2 separate regions of the Lactuca sativa genome follow, and region 1 is linked to region 2. The links are chromatin contacts, called in public Hi-C maps. All regions are on one chromosome and are shown on one strand. The core of a region is the stretch at or near the end of the contact, and the rest is flanking DNA. Distances in the headings are between cores, read along the strand shown. Region 1 holds the start of LOC111916156 (lipid phosphate phosphatase epsilon 1, chloroplastic). Region 2 holds the start of LOC111889171 (pentatricopeptide repeat-containing protein At3g62470, mitochondrial).

Region 1 (2,864 bases), core at 44-2,543, 420 kb before region 2:
CCCACAATTGCACCCACAACAACTTGGCTTGTAGTGTGATATCGTAGTAAAATCCTTAGCCATGACTGCATAAATAATCCAATTCGAAAGTTTGATTAAAAACAAATTCGCATTACACAAATAATTAATCCAATTTTAAATGTATGTAAGTATACTTACGAAATAAGAACCAAGAGCTACAACAAGAACACTAAAGACGCCTGTAACTACATTCAATCCTTGACCTTTGATCACTGTCATTACAACATGATGATGATGATGAAACACATAAAAGTTTCAGAAAAAGATGAAGTTATTAAATGAAGTGATGATCGAGTAGAAAAGAATGTTAATTACCTGACAATATCAAGATTAAGGTGGCGTAGAAGATGGATTGGGCATGCGAAGATGGCATTCCATGGCCTGAACTTACTCTAGAAACAGGGCGTTCTTGTTTCAAAATCTGCTTCAAAGTGATTGATAGTATAACATTCAGAACAGACCCCATTGCAGCCCATAATGCAAGAGCATCGTGTCTCAACAGAATGAATCCACCGAAAATTGCAGCTACCACCCATTTACTCTGATACGCAATTTCAACAATCCATAAGAGAGAATCGAAAACAAATGAATGATTTGAGGTTATTGTGTTTTCTGGCAGAATCTAATTTGGATATGGGGAAATAAATGTAAGGAAACAACAATACCAACCAAACGATTAACAACTGTGTGTAGCCCACCAACTGTTTGATGAAATGAATCACCTCCATAATCGATCAAAGTTTCCTGTTCTAAAGCGGAAACTGCAGGACTAAAACGTTCATTATCACCACCACCACCGCTGAGTATCCCCGTCTCAATCGATTCCTCAACCTTCATTTTCTTCAGTCTAACAGATTTCGGATATCCAATTGCAGATTCCTTCAAGGTACGAAAAACGGGAGTAGAAAAGGGGGTTTTCCGATGAATATCGAACTTATGAAATTGGTTCAAAATTGGTGGTGGGCTTATCAAGATCGACACCACTGCAAACAACATAGTGTAATTAGAGAAGATGACGAGGTGATCTGCATCGATTAGGGTTTATTTCCGGATATATTGGAGATGTTGAGATGGATTGAGAGGTTGTTATTTAAACAGGTAGGTAGTGTCGTGTAGAAAACTCCAAAAAGGGAATCGAAGTAGTTTGTTGATCTTGATTCCTGCATTCAAGATTAGTAATTAGGGTTTTGAAATTGTTGCAACTGGATCGGTAAGTCAACTATCCACGGCAGCTTTCATCAGCGGACCGGGTCAAAATACTTCAACTGGACACGAAAGGGCATATGCCTTATGCATATATGGATAGGGTTGTGTCACAAATAAATTACATTTCTCATTGTTTTTAGGGTTCATCTTGTTATTAACAATATAGCCTATAATCATATAATAATAGCCTTGCTTTGTGTTTTAAATTTGGCTACTAAAATGATATGTTTTATGTTTTTGTCTGGTTTTATATGATTATGTTGAAGAACCCGATAGGGTGAACTTAGTCCTTCATGTATACACACCACGACACCTTGTCATCTTCTTCTTCCATCTTCCTTTCATTTTCAATCCGGTATACTCACAACAAAAGAATATGGTGGGCAAAACGAGAGACCATGCTTGTGGTTTCAGATCAACACCACGAAAGGACCAGGATGGTGTTCACGGACAACCACCATGTCCACCTGGACCACGGAGGGTTTCGTGATACCTATACTGGACGGTTTTATAAATGAACCAATGTTGTAAAAATCGTTTGACGGTAGCTCGACGACGTTCGACTGACGATAAACAATTAATTAGATTAGACGGGGATTAATCAGGGACCCTAATATTAATGAAATTATTTAAAAAATTAATATTTCCTAAAAAATTAAGTATTTGAAAATTTAAAATTTTAAAAATATGAAAATTTGGAAATTTTAATATAATATTTTAAAATTTGAAAACTTAAAAATTAAAAAAATTTAAATTTTAGTGTAATAATTGAAAATAAAAATTTCGAATTTTTTTAAATATTTCTCGTCTATGACAGCCAAGCCCGAGTTTGACCAATTTCCGCCAAACAACATAATCATAATTAGTTCAAGACCGTCAAACAATTAATCGGTCACCAAGGCCAATTTCTACAACACTGAAAGAAACAAAAAAGATGGTAACATGTTGGATTTAAAAATATGATAAATACAAATAAATTTCTCAAGTTTTACACGTGTAGTTGGGAAAAACCTTAACAGGCTTTGACCATAATTTTCACGCAGAATTATCATTCTAGTCTACTTAACCACTTTCATGGTTAACTTTGTTATATATCTTGCAAAATCAATCCTAAAATTGGGTTTAAAGTTCAAATTTGGTCGCTGTAATTTGCAAAAAAGTCCACCATATGTCCAAAAAGTTTTCAACTTATACCACATGTCCCAGTAATTTATTGACTAATTTTGAGATTTTCCGGCGAGAATAGGATTCTCTAGTGAGGGTGGGTTTGTCCGCGATGGGGAGAGGAGTAGAAAGGTGATAGCGATTTAGAGAATGGAAGGGTGATGGAGGCTGTAACAACCGTTTGCAGGTGAGGGTGGGTTTTTGGAAACAAGGCTCTCCGGCGGAGCTAGAGACAACGAGGTTGGTTGGGTTGTGGTCGCAAGGGTGGGGCGAACATAGTGGAGGCCTCAATTTGTGGCTTAACGACGATTTAAGGGATCAATTTTTGAAGTTGCATGTGGTTGTGGCAGTGACTACGGAGACGTGAGATGAAAAAGTTAACCACAAGGACCAATTTTGCAAGAAAGATAACAGAGTTAACCATGAAACTGGTTAAGTGGGTTAGAGTGATAACTTTATGTAAAAGTTGTGGC
Region 2 (2,836 bases), core at 178-2,677:
ACAACAAAAAAAATCATTAGTAAAGTTCTGTGTTTAAAACCTTTCTAATGGCAAATAGTAATTTTGTTTGAGGGCTATGATAATGGGTGATCGACTGATAGTTAAGACTACTTATGATAATGTCAAATCGTGATTATCATATCTTTGAGGGCTAGTCTTCGGTTAATATGATTTTTTTGGCGATCAAAAACAGAATACCACTTTCTCTCTTTAAACCCCTATCCATTTTATTGTGTTTGAATACTATTCCTCTCTCTTTAATTCAAGAACCTAAATCAGAGAACAAGAACTTGTTTTAGAATAATGATATGAGATCATCATGGATTCTTGGGTACCAAAAGGTCCAAAATTAAAACGACATCACACACAACAACCATTGAACTTTAAAAGAAACATATCCTTTAGTGATTAGATGTTTTCTCCAATGGTAGAAAAAACTTTTGCCAACCATGTTAAGCACCACAAAAATAGATAGTGTGAGAACAATATTTTTCTCATGTTCTCACATATGCCACCAAATAAAGATACCAAATTCAATGTACATGGTTGTTATTCCACAAACACCAAACAAGACCTCATACCTCATCTGTGAAAAGAAATTCTTAACTCAATTTCAATGGTTGATTGCTCGGAATAAGTTTATTCTTGATGATCAAAATAACGACTAGTTTGAGTTTCAGAAACTCCTAGTAATAGAACAAAGGATATTTTCCGAAAGAGTAAAAGGTCAACCTTTAATTCAGACCCTCAATTTATAGATCCTCAATTTATAGGGTGTTGCCACATTAACCATATATATGTTGTGTTGTTACGAAGAATTATTCTTCTTGATAACTATCCATACATCAAGCTTTTGAACGAAAACTTGGAATAAGTTTGACTTATGACATACATTGAATGCATAATGACACATAAATAGACCAATAAAGTTATTCTATATGCCGAATATTAAGATATTATATGCTATAATTAGACCTTAATTTTTCATATTAAACATCAAAATAATATTTTGAGTAAATTACTAAAATCTACCTTATAGTTTGGTCAAAATTGGTCCCCAACTTTGTTTTTGCACTCAGATCGTCCACTTTCATACATAAAATTAGGAACCAAACGTGCAATTTTGATCAACTCATAAGGATGAAAAACGTAACAAAATCAAACCATAAGGAGGATCTGAATGCAACAAAAGATTATTGATCAAACATACAAATTTGACCAAATCATAAAAACGATTTCAGTAGTTTACCCTAATATTTTCAAAACACACATAACTTGCTTTATATCATTAGTTGGGCCTTACATTTGGTTTAGACTTTACAATTTACATAGCAATAAATGGGCACTTAAATGGATAAAGAAGAGTCCATGGTCTAAAATCAAATTAGCTAGCCCAACACTTTTTCTTTAAAACAAAATCCGAAAAACAATATCTGTCATCGTTAGTTGTACGTTACAGTTTACACTCCCTATCTTCACCACTCCAATCACCGATACTGATCGCCGATTCGCCGCTAGTCGGTGCATCTACTAAATCTAACAATATCCATGGAGTTTAATGGCTGTTAATCTAAAGAATCGGTCAATTTTGTCGGAGTTAAAGCTCAAAGATGGCGGAATCTTCCACAGGGCCGCCGCCGGCGTATGCTCTGTCATTCACCGACGACAAGCAGCGGCGACGCCTCGAGGAAGACGAGAACCCTTTCGAAGGGAAGTGCTCTTGCTTAACGGTAGCTCTTTGCCCTTGTCTCGTATTTTTTCTGCTTGTGATGATAATAGTCTCCGTCGTACTCACTGTCAAGTTCCATTTATTTTGCCACACTCCTCTTGGATCTCTTCTGTACAAGAAGAAGTGTTAGTAACTTCACACCTTAGGTATATTCCTGTGAATTCGCATTCACAATCGACGAGGTGTGTGAATCCTATGACAAATCATGTGCATTCCTTTAAATCACTTCCTTCAATGGATCTATTAGAGAAAAAACGGCACAACCAAATTAGGGGTTTTTCCGGAGTTGTAAATTCTGATGACGAATCAGAATCGGAAGATACAGAAGGTGTGAAATCTGTAGCAGATGAAGAGGAAGTCAAAAGGATCTGTAACGTGATTGAGGAGTTATTTGCCCTAGATCGAAACATGGAAGCTGTATTAGACGACTGTAAGATTAACTTAACTCATGATCTGGTTATCGATGTGTTAGAAAGGTTTAAACATGCTAGAAGACCAGCTTTCAGATTCTTTTCATGGGCAGGACAACAACCAGGGTATCACCATGATTCAAGAACATACAACACAATGATGAACATTCTTGGGAAGACTAAACAATTCGAAACCATGATCTCTATACTCAATGAAATGGGTGAGAAACAATTACTCACATTAGAAACATTCAACATCTGTATCAAAGCATTTGCAGCAGGTCAACAAAGAAGAAAAGCAGTAGGAATGTTTGATTTGATGAAGAAACACAATTTCAAAGTTGGAGTAGATAGCATCAACTGTTTACTCGATAATCTTGGAAGATCAAAGCTTGGAAAAGAAGCTCAGGTTTTGTTTCACAACTTAAAAGGTAAGTTCACTCCAAACATACAAACATACACAGTGTTGTTAAACGGTTGGTGTAAACTCGGGAATCTTCTAGAAGCAGGAAAGATATGGAATGAGATGACAGATGAGGGTTTCACACCCGACATTGTTGCACACAACATCATGCTTGAAGGACTCTTCAAATCCCACAAAAGATCTGAAGCAATTAAGCTCTTTGAGATCATGAAATCAAAAGGTCCATGTAACACAAGAAGCTATACAATCATGATTAGGGATTTATGCAAACAG

The links. A called contact is a pair of places that touch in the nucleus more often than the background predicts.
Region 1: a contact with region 2 is called in a Hi-C map of seed, with 8 times the contacts expected there. The contact joins the promoter of LOC111916156 here to the promoter of LOC111889171 in region 2. A contact is called at or near these places in 3 of 4 Hi-C or Micro-C datasets (leaf and seed).

What each region holds. Positions count from the first base shown.
Region 1 is chr3:111,319,282-111,322,145 of Lsat_Salinas_v11, reverse strand. LOC111916156 (lipid phosphate phosphatase epsilon 1, chloroplastic) reads right to left here and starts at 1,293. Exons shown (of 4, transcript XM_023911792.3): 1 at 691-1,293; 2 at 337-562; 3 at 160-233; 4 at 1-65. The coding sequence starts at 1,017.
Region 2 is chr3:110,895,398-110,898,233 of Lsat_Salinas_v11, reverse strand. It overlaps LOC111889171 (pentatricopeptide repeat-containing protein At3g62470, mitochondrial), which reads left to right and starts at 1,427. Exons shown (of 1, transcript XM_023885311.3): 1 at 1,427-2,836. The coding sequence starts at 1,559.